Linked DNA regions of Hordeum vulgare: all the other regions are linked to region 1. A link is a contact called in public Hi-C and HiChIP or PLAC-seq data. All regions are on one chromosome and are shown on one strand. The core of a region is the stretch at or near the end of the contact, and the rest is flanking DNA. Distances in the headings are between cores, read along the strand shown. Region 1 holds the start of LOC123402388 (salt tolerance receptor-like cytoplasmic kinase 1). Region 2 has its middle 83 kb from the start of LOC123401776. Region 3 holds the start of LOC123401776 (probable inactive leucine-rich repeat receptor kinase XIAO).

Region 1 (3,597 bases), core at 404-2,903:
ATTGAAGTGGTGATCAGGTGCGGGAAGCACGACAACGCCTTCGCCGTGAACCCGTAGGACAACCCTGACATGCTCCAGGTGCTTTTAGTTTAATCTTGAACTGGTTTGCGTTTAAACTGATGTGTGTGTTTTTATTGTGGCACAATATTTATATCTGCTTACTATTATGTCTTGTTATGTGTGTTTTTCTTAAGGCCGTTGTGTGTTGATAACCTCACCATTGCATCCAAGAGGTTATCAGACAACAAGCTGTGCATGCTACCAAACAGTTGTTTGTTCGTTTTTGCACATACAAACGGGTAATCAAACAACGAGCGACGGAGCGAGGAAAGAAATGAAAGGTGTGCACACCTCAAGAAAAAATACTCAACATAATCTTTTGAGCAAAATTAATACATACTAAAAAAACTCCAAATTCTGAATGGGCCACGGCCCATCGTGCCTACACGCTCGCTCCATCACTACAAACGGCATGCCTAGAATGACATCTCATGCAGCCTAAAGTATATGTAAAGAACCAAACTATATATAAATATTAGTTTTGTGTCTGTTTTTTTTACCTCAGCCAGACCTTGTTCATGCAGGCTTCACTGGCCGGTTCCAGCAACTACGGCTACCAAACACGTCCTAACTACAAAGGCGTGACGATGATGCGTTTGACATACACAATATGCTGTGAAGTCAAGCACCACGAGTAGTTTGTCGCCCTAGGGTCGGAGCTCTTGTGCAGTCATGGATCTGTGCCTTTCCTAGTCAACGTCCGAAGCGCGTGCTCGGGCCCGCATGTGCTTGTCCTAGCGGTGTTCATACTGCATACACGCGTATGCCAATCGTCTCTGAAATGTTTATTTCTAACCAACACAGTAGTCGTTGGGTTTGGGTAGGATAATAAGATGCAATGCATACTGCCGTGCTCCACTGTGAAAAAGCAGAAATCCACGGACGGTAGCAGGATCTGCATCGCACTATGGGCGGGCCCTCTGGCGCGCAGTAAATCCGTCGACAGCCATACGGAGGCTCTCGTAATAAACTAGTAGTAATGGGCAGCAAGTAGGATAGGATCTGGATACTGGATAGTGGGTTCACAGTGCCATGTGTTGGCCGGCCGCACAACGGTACGTACCTTTTGCAGCGCAGTAAAAGCAAGCACGTCCGTCGAAACTCGAAAGTCGATTTCCCATTGGCCCGTTGCTCCTGTCTGCTCCACGACTGCTCCATCTCCGTTCGGGATCTTTTGGTACGTACTGTACGTACAGTATAGAACGCACTTGCCCTGGGAACGGGATGAGAGATCCCATCAGAAATGCTTTGTTAAATGGAACAGGCCCCGCCACTTGGTGCCGCCCGCCGGTAGGACGTCACGCTCCGTGCGTCCGATCTAGCGCGCGCGCGCGCGCGCCCACTGTTGGTTGACAGATGGAAATACCTGTCGAAATGAAGCACCCACCTCTCCCTCAACAGTCCAATCAGGAATTCGAGAATGTTTTCTTAAGGGTTGCCGAAAAAAACACATGCCGATAGGGGTACCCAGGCAGGACTGCAGAGGCATATATCACGCATCTCAAAGCATGCCTAGACCTTTCTTTACGCACAATGATTAGTGGAGCCCCACCCAAGGATGCGACTGACAGCTCGCGTAGTAGGAGTATATAACAACGGAGTCCAGTGGCCATTCTTTGACCGGGCCCTCTCCCGCAGGCGCAGGCATCTCCCAAGCGCAGCCAGGGAGGAAAATACGCGCTCCTACCTAGCAAGAACAGCGACGGGAGGGCAGCCTCTTTCCGATCTAGCACTGTATTCCATTCCAGTAGGCAGTAGGCATCTCCATCAACGACGCTCCTCGGCGCTCCACGCACGGTGCGTGTGCGTGCGTGTGTTGCTGCGCGCAATGGCAATGTTGCCCCGGTGCGGGCTGTTGGACTGCCTCCGCGGCGGCGAGCGCGAGACCCCTGCGCATGACCCCCGCGTCTCGGCCGAGCCGAGCGGCAAGAGCGGGCGGGCGAGGCGGCTCGATTGGGCCGAGGTGGAGTCGGTCACCGGCGGCTTCTCCTCCCGCGTGATCGGCCAGGGCGGCTTCAGCACCGTCTACCTGGCCTCGCTCACCTCCTCCCGCCTCGGCGCCGTCAAGGTGCAGCGCAGCAGCGAGCGCCTCCACCGCCTCTTCCGCCACGAGCTCGACGTGCTCTTGTCCCTGCGCCATCCCCACGTCGTCCGCCTCCTCGCCTACTGTGACGAACGAGGTACACACACACCCACCCACGTCTTGGTCAACCATCTAGAGTTAGAGTGTCTCTGTAGCTGATCTTGTTTTGTTTCCCGGGTGCAGAGGAAGGCGTGTTGGTGTTCGAGTACGCCCCCAACGGCGACCTTCACGAGAGGCTCCACCGGAGCGGGCAGAAGCGGGCGGCGCTGCCGTGGGCGCGGCGGATGGCCGTCGCGTTCCAGGTGGCGATGGCGCTGGAGTACCTCCACGAGAGCCAGGACCCCGCGGTCATCCACGGCGACGTCAAGGCGTCCAACGTCCTGCTCGACGCCAACATGGACGTCAAGCTCTGCGACTTCGGCTTCGCACACGCCGGCTTCTCCGCCGCGGTCCTCCCCGCCGCCGCCGCCAGGGCGTCGGCGCGCCACGTCATGGGCTCCCCGGGGTACGTCGACCCGCTCTTCCTCCGCTCCGGCGTGGCCACCAAGAAGAGCGACGTCTACAGCTTCGGGGTGCTGCTGCTGGAGCTCGTCACCGGCCGGGAGGCCATCTGCGCGGACACGGGCTGCCGGCTCGCCGTCACCGTGGCGCCCGTGGTCAGCGAGGGCAGAGTGGCCGACGTGGTGGACCGGAGGCTGGGAGACGCGTACGATCGCGAGGAGGCCGTCACCGTGGCGGCGCTTGCGTTGCAGTGCATCAACGCCAGCTCCGGGCTCCGGCCCTCCATGACGGACGTGGTGCGCGTCCTCCAGGAGAAGACGTCGGCGTTGATCTCCGCCGTTGGGCCTAAGCCGGCCAGCAAGACGGTCGTTTCGTAAAGGTGTACCATACGTACGTACTACTGTCGTAGGGGTGTAAATGCTTAGGTAGGGCAGCAAACTTTTTCTCACTTAAGTGGATCAGTTAGCGGTTGAACATTGGAGTCCCGTACAATTTTTGTGATGTCATGGATGGGGTTGCAGGCCGGCACGTAGTGGCTCATTAATCAATTCCGCTTGTAGATCTTACACAGTTGTTTTTTGTTTGAGATAATACATGGGGTTACGTCTTACGTGGTTAATAAGCTAGTAATACAAACACCCACCCATGTGATCTTGTGGCCGTACTAGTTTGACTCTTTGAGTTTGAGGCGAGTTTACTCCTCAGGAAATCAAAGTCGATCTTCAGCCGATATCCCGCCATTCGCTGCGTTGAGTGAATGCATGTGATCCACCATGGTCAGAAGTGTTGTGTTTACTCAGCTTGGATGCACGTCCATGCATCATGCACTCCCTCCTCCCCTGCCGATCAAATGGACACAGATCCATCTCGTTGCTTGCAGCCGAGTCCCCAACAGTGGTTCAGTTTATTATTCTCCCTCTTTTCTGCTTGGATGATTGCAAGCAGGAGAGCAA
Region 2 (3,597 bases), core at 341-2,840, 660 kb after region 1:
GATCATATAGAGCTGACATAGTATTTGTGGAAAAGCCACCATTCATCATATTCTTGATACATGTCACGCTAGATCATTACACATCCCGGTACACTGCCAGAGGCATTCATACATAGTCATATCGTCACATCCGTTTTCGTATTGAGTTGTAAGTAAATAAAAGTGTGACGATCATCATTATTAAAACATTGTCCTAGTGAGGAAATAAAAATGGGGCGGGGCAAATGGGCCCACCATAATGAAAAATGAAAAAAATGAAAAAATGAATGAGAGAAAAAGAGGGAAGGGACTTTGCTACTATCCTTTACCACACTTGTGCCTGTAAGTGGCACCTTGTTCTTCATATAGAGAGTCTCATGTTATATCGTACATATGCTAGTAAGAATCACTTTTTCATAACCTTGGCTTGTATATTCTGATGACATGCTTCCTCAAATGTCCGAGGACTTCATGAGCAACCAAGTTGGATGCACACCTTACTTAGTTCCAGCGAAGCTTTCATACACTTATAGCTCTTGGGCATCATTTGCATGGCAATCCGTACTCCTTGCATCGATATCTATCAACGGGCATCTCCATAGCCCGCTGATAGGCCAAGTGGATGTGAGACTATCTTCTCCACTTTTACTCCTTTGAAACCTACTACCATATTCTATTCCGTCTTTATGTTATGTTCAATGGTTCAAGCTCATGTATTGCGTGAAGAATAAAAAGTTGATACATATTGAAAAAGCATGATCCAATTGCTTGACTTGAACAGCGTGGTGCTTAACATTTGTATTTAATATAGTAAAGATGGAGCCATACCTTGCTAATATAATAAGATGGATAGGAGTAAAATAAATCTTTGAGGATCGTATACTTTGAAAGATTAATGGTTTTGCTGCTTATATCTATAAGTATTGGTGTGTTAATATTTGTTGATTCATCTTTTCTCAATGAGCATACATGCATAAGGTTACATCATGGATAACATGTCACATCAAACTTTTTGTTTTTATCATTTATCTACTCGAATTCCGCATGAATATATTTTTACCACAATTTTAACTTCTCCAACTTCATGATTTTTTATAACACAACTTCATATATTTTTAACATAATTTCAGGAATTCTACATGGCTAGATTTTAACTTCTTTGGCTTCATGATTTTTTAACACAATTTCATGAATTTTTTAAGAATACGCATTTTTTATTGATTTCTATAAAACAATTACATGACTTTTTTCGAAATCCATGATTTTTTTATGAATCGTTTTTAATTCATTAACTTTCTCTACTTCCGCTAATTTTTTCAATGAATATTTTGAAGTTCATCAACTTTTTGCAAAATTATGATTTTTTTCCTAAAATGAACCTTTTCAATTTCTCTAAACGTTGTCACTTGATATTTTTTTCAAAATTCAATGGTCAACCAGTGAATGCTGAAACCTAAAACACAGCAAAGAAGGATATTGTTTTCTTGCTAAGCCGGCGTACGCGCAGAAGACAATGCATACGAGCGATCACAGTCGATTATATTGGTCGACCAAGTACAAAAGCCTTCAGGGAGCACAACCGATCAACACCCATTTGCAATCGGGCACATGAAGGCGCTTCTATATGGGCCCGGCCCATATGGTCTCTTTTTTATCCGTCAGTTTAAAGGGAGGCCCTAGTCGGCGCCTTAAGCTTCGATTAGCTAGCTTGGCGCGTGCATGTTTACTGTTTGGGTCTGTTTCAAGTTTGTCCCATTTATGACTGTTTCAAGTCTAGCACCTCCACATTTACTATTTCGTTTTACTGTTTATTCAAACAGTTCACCAATTTAAAAAAAATAAGATGGAAAAAGGTTCACTTGATTTGAAAAAAGGATCGTAAAATTTGAATTTATTTATTAAATTTGATAAAAGTTCATCAATTTTGAAAAAGGTAATAAATTTGGAAATAGTTAAACAATTTTTTAAAAACATTAATCGCATTTTGAAAAAAGTTCATTAAATTTGAAAAAAGTTCATCTCATTTTGAAAAAAGTTAGTCAATTTTTAAAAGAGTTCACCACATTTCAAAAATGTTCATCTAATTTTTTCGGCAAAGAAAATCATAAATTTTGAATAAAATAAAAAATTTGAAAGAAAAAACACATGCATTAAAATAAAAGATAAAATGAAAAAATAAAACTGAATAAAACATCCCTGCAAATGACCAGAGAATCGGGTAAAAACAGTTAGGCAAGCTTGTGGAATCTTTCCAAAATTGAAGGATTCCCGCGACCGGAGGAACAAATAAAAACAGAGAAAACAAGTTTGTAACAGGTAGTCATAAATGTCGTAGTGGTGGGTGTCGCTCGCTCTGAAGGAACTGGTCCTTGGTTCGGACTCCCACTGCGTCCTTTTTCTAAACGTTTTAGTGAGTAAAATAGACGTTAGATGGGCGGGCCCATCTCGTACTAGTGGAGGGTTGCGCTACACGCACCTGTTTGTGAACAGGTGCATGGAAAGGCTTTTCCTATTTAGCACCACACGCACCAGTTCCTTCGCTTTTATGCAAACCGACGCCTACATGCACATGAGTTGGGACAGCCCATCTAGACTTTCTTTTCTATATTTTTAATAGACTAAAACAAATTTAGTTGAACATGATTCGAACCGGCGACAAACCTTGCGAAAATTACATGGTGTAACCACCACGCCACCCACATGGGATCTGATAAAAATGAACTTGTTCTCTCTTTTATTACTTGTTTCCCCTTTCTGCTTTTCCTTTTTCTTATTTTTGTTTTTCGTTTTCCATTTCGTTTTCCTTTTGTTTTCTTTATTTTCATCCCGGTTTCTTTTATTGTTTGCAATAGGCGGACTTTTATTTAAATGGCTCGTTTTGTTTGATGGAGTTTTCCTAAAACTTGATTAACTTTTTTCCAAATCGATGAACTTATTTTCAAATTTGTGACTTTTTTTTTCAAATCAATGAACTTATTTTCAATTATGATGAACCTTTTATCAAATTCTATGAATTTTTAAATTTTCATGAAATTTTCTATATTAAAGAAAATGTTTCACAATGAGTGGACTAATTTTCAAATTTGACAAACTTTTTTTCAAAAACAATGAACTATTTTTCAAATTTGATGAACTTTTTCCAAAATTAGTGAACTATTTTTCAAATTTGACGAACTTTTTTCAAAATCAGTGAACTATTTTTCAAATTTGATGAATGGTTTTCAAAATCAATGAACTAATTTTCAAATTTGATGAACTTTTTTCAAAATCAGTGAACTAATTTTCAAATTTGATGATTTTTTTTGAAAATCAGTGAACTAATTTCAAATTTGATGATTTGTTTTAGAATTAGTGAACTAAGTTTCAAATTTGATGAACTATTTTCAAAATCAATGAATTAATCGCAAATTTTGAAAATTGATGAACTTTTGTTTTCAAAATAAATGTCTTCTTGCAAATATTGTGAACTTTTTAAAAATCAATGATTTTTTCTAATACATGAACTTTTTGAATACATAAACCTTTTTATATTTCATGATTATTTTTTAAATCAGGTAAGATTACGTTTCTATTTACATTATTGTTTGAGATGGAATCTAATTTTTCTAAATGTATGTG
Region 3 (3,597 bases), core at 320-2,819, 580 kb after region 1:
CCATGGCACCGCCCTCCTTCATCTGCCTCAGCTCTCTCGGCAGGGCTCCGCAGAGGTAGTTCCCTTGCAGCATCAGCTTCGCAAACGGCGCCTTCCCGTCGACGACCTCCCCCGCCGCGGCCCGCACGGCGTACTGCTTCGGCACGCCTCCGTCGAACCGGTTCCGGTCGAGCCCCACCGTCCTGAGACGCGGAATCGCCGCGAGACACCTGGGCAGCCGCCCGGTGATTCTGTTGCCGCTGAGGTCCACCTCCAGCAGCTGGCTCGACGCGCCGCCGTCCGACGCCTCCTCGACCGTCCCGAGCTGGTTGGATCCCAGCCGCAGCTGCCCCAGCGCCGGGTGCTCGAACGCGGCGCCGGGGACCGCGCCGGTAACCGCATTGTTTGTGAGGTCGAGCACCTGCATCTCAGGGAGAGCATGGAAGGCCGCGGCTTGGAACGGCCCGGAGAGCCTGTTGTCACGCGCCACGACGGACACGACCGTCGGAGGCAGCCGCCCGGGCGCGTCCAGCAGCGGGCCGGACAGCTTGTTGTCGCTGACGTCGAAGTGGACGAGCGAACGCATCTTGCCCATCAACGGCAGGCTCCCGGTGAGGCGGTTGTGCTGCAGCTCCATCCGCGTCAGGGCGCCCAAGGACGCGATCTGAGGCGGTATCCCGCCGGTGAACGCGTTGCGGGAGAGGTCGAGCTCGTGGAGCGACGAGGCCGGGGTGAAGAGGGACGCCGGTATGTCGCCGGAGAAGGCGTTGCCGGAGAGGACGAGGATGCGGAGGCTCGGAGGCAGCGCCACTCCCGCCGGTAGCGAGCCGTGGAAGCGGTTGCCGCGGAGGGACAGCGTGTCGAGGAAAGGGAGCGAGGCGAAGACGGGCGCCGGGAGCGTGCCGGAGTACCCCGCGGGGTCGAGGGAGACGCCGGCGACGCGTTGGTGAGACGAGTTGGGGGGCGTGTAGCAGTGGACGCCGCAGGTGAAGGCGGTGCAGGGGTCGCGGGCGAAGTCCCAGGAGGCGAGGCAGGAGTAGGACGGGATAGTGGCCGCGTCCACGGCGGATTTCAGCGACGCCAGCGCGGCCGTGTCGCCCGGGAAGGTGGGGCTGGGACCGGGAGGCGACACCGCGGCCGCCGCGAGCTGGAGCACGATAGAGAGCGCCAGCAGCGCCATTGGTGGCAGCACGCGGGCAGCAGAAGCCATCTTCGGATCGATCGAGGAGAAGGGAGACGGTGGGAGGGATCCCTGTGGGTGGCTTTTGAAGACGGCGGCGTTAAATCTTGGAGGTTTGGTCTGCTCTGAGCGAGTGGGGTCAGTGTGGTGCGTGAGCTGTTCACCGGACTACTTACGTCGGAGTGCTAATTAATTGGGCGGCGTGCCTGTATGCGCCCGGAAAACGAGGGACTGTTATGTTTTGGGGTTTGTTTAACGCTGGAAGGTCATGGTGATGACAGCTTTTGTCTCTTGGGTGCGTTCCATGATTCCAGAGTGGAGTGGAGAAAGCGGTGGAGTGCCGTTCACTCATGTCCGGTTTAGACACGAGGTGCCGTGTGACGCCGTGACGGCGTGAATGAAAGTGGAAACTATCGATAATCCAAATATCATCTTATTGAGAAATGTGCTACCAAATGTGACGGTCCAGTAGCTAGCATTATCACGAATGCTAGGCTAATATGGATTTTTAGTACACTTCTACAAATAAGGAAGTAAATTATACATCGTCATTAAAACCTGCAAATAAGAAAAGGAAAGTTACTAATAATATTAATTAATGGATGTTTCCTCAATTCCAAAATTATTTCAATAACAAGCTGGCACAATGCATGAAATTGTTCTCGTCATGCAAACCAACCTGTGGTTGGATAATTAAAGGGACCGTGGTGTCTCTAATCCATCAGGATTTAAGTCCTGGTGCTTGCCTTATTTTTAGATTTATTTCAGAATTTTCAGCGATACGCTTTCAGTGAAAGAAGACGTTCCCGTCGACGAAAAGGCGTCTACGTTAACTTCGTAAATTTCAAGATGGCATGCCGGATCAGTCTTTCGGGGGTACTCATAGGAATAGGGTGTACGTGTGTGTGCTTATAGTAATGAACGTATGCACGTGTATATGAGCACTTGCATGTGTATTCTGTTTAAAAAAAAAGTTGTTCTGATCCATTGATGCACACAAGCATACTCATTAATTTTAAACTAAAAGAAATAAGCATTAGATAAATGTTTTCGAGTGATCAACCTGTCAACCAAACAAGCTGGAGGATTACACGAATGTTCACCATCTCATGATAATGGATTAACCCACTATTAACCACATGATCTTTTGTGACGTCCTTGTGATGGAGAAGAATGCTTAATCGATCAGAGGGGATGACCGGCTTTACATGTTAGGCTTTGGAGCGATGTCTATTTGGAATTAGGCTCGAATTATCAGCACCCCTTCATCAAGTGGTTAGGAGTAGCGACAGTTGTTGTTAAAATGATGGCTTCGCACAAACTGATATATTACTTGTAAGGTCTTTATGAATAATTAATAAAATGACTGCATGCATCGTACAGATGCAGAGGCCGGGGATAATCCTCCTTTTGTAATAAAAAAGAGGGGATGACTCACATATTTCCATGAAATTCTTTGAAAAACTGTTTCTTCAAAGAACAATGCGGTAAACAGAACGGAAGTAAATCTGATGGAAGAAAAACTAAGATACGCATGCAATCAAAACTAGAATAAAATCATTAGAACATTATATAGCATGTGAACACGGTAATACAACAACACTAAATACAAGGCATAGCATACGAGCTAAGCATTCATGAAACCCTCAAAGATAGGGAGAATCAAATTCTCCACTCAACATGCAAATTACTCAAAGTAAAAATAGATGAAGAATGCTAAACTAGGGGCGCATTGGAGACATTATAGGTAGATCTTCAAACCTTCACAAACGTGTTCGTCGATGATCCACAATTACTCTTGGATTCTTTGAACTCACACCTAATTGTTTGGAAGATCACATTCTTCAAAAGTAACAAGTCATAGTTCAATCGAACGGTTTCTTCACTTAGGATTCAGTCGAATCCATCAGAAGGATGAGCAAGGTCATGAACACTACGAACATCATGCTAAATCTTCAATCATTATGGATCTTTCAAAGAATGACTAGGAACTAGTAATGCAACACAAAATCCACTTCTCTTAGAGCAACTTTTGCAACCCCTAGTTGAATTGGATGATCTTGAAGTTCCTTTCACCAAAGAGAAAAATGACAGGGTGATCAAACAGATGCCAGCTGATAAATCACCATACCCAAATGGTTTTAATGGAGCTTTCCTCAAAAACTATTGGGATATCATTGCTCCAGGTTTCTATAAGCTAATGGAGACTTTTATGAAGGAAGTGTCAACATCCAAAGCATCAACTATTCATTTATAACCCCAGATTCTCCATCCAGCCCTACTGAATTTAGACCTATCTCTTTTCTCAACTACACCCTAAAAATCATCACTAAACTACTATCAAACAGATTGCAGAAGATAATTCTTAGATTAGTGCATAAGAATCACTATAGGTTTCTTAGGGCCTCTTTGGTAGCTCTCTAGCGCCCAGCTACTCC

Evidence for each region. A called contact is a pair of places that touch in the nucleus more often than the background predicts. HiChIP or PLAC-seq counts read pairs in DNA pulled down with a chosen protein or histone mark.
Region 2: a contact with region 1 is called in a Hi-C map of leaf, with 9 times the contacts expected there. The contact joins the enhancer-like site here to the promoter of LOC123402388 in region 1. A contact is called at or near these places in 3 of 6 Hi-C or Micro-C datasets (leaf and seedling).
Region 3: a contact with region 1 is called in an H3K4me3 HiChIP or PLAC-seq map of embryo, with 9 times the contacts expected there. The contact joins the promoter of LOC123401776 here to the promoter of LOC123402388 in region 1. A contact is called at or near these places in 1 of 6 Hi-C or Micro-C datasets (seedling) and 1 of 1 datasets of contacts at active chromatin or transcription factors (embryo).

What each region holds. Positions count from the first base shown.
Region 1 is chr6H:400,963,163-400,966,759 of MorexV3_pseudomolecules_assembly, reverse strand. LOC123402388 (salt tolerance receptor-like cytoplasmic kinase 1) reads left to right here and starts at 1,653. Exons shown (of 2, transcript XM_045096301.1): 1 at 1,653-2,240; 2 at 2,327-3,118. The coding sequence starts at 1,889. The coding sequence ends at 3,021.
Region 2 is chr6H:400,305,719-400,309,315 of MorexV3_pseudomolecules_assembly, reverse strand. No RefSeq gene overlaps it. Among protein-coding and RNA genes, the nearest start is that of LOC123401776, 83 kb to the left of the region's middle. Within about 2 kb of position 1,590, at least 3 of the 3 cell types and tissues checked have open chromatin away from gene starts, as enhancers often do. A contact at or near this core is called in leaf and seedling, where this site is marked.
Region 3 is chr6H:400,388,075-400,391,671 of MorexV3_pseudomolecules_assembly, reverse strand. It overlaps LOC123401776 (probable inactive leucine-rich repeat receptor kinase XIAO), which reads right to left and starts at 1,569. Exons shown (of 1, transcript XM_045095629.1): 1 at 1-1,569. The coding sequence starts at 1,189.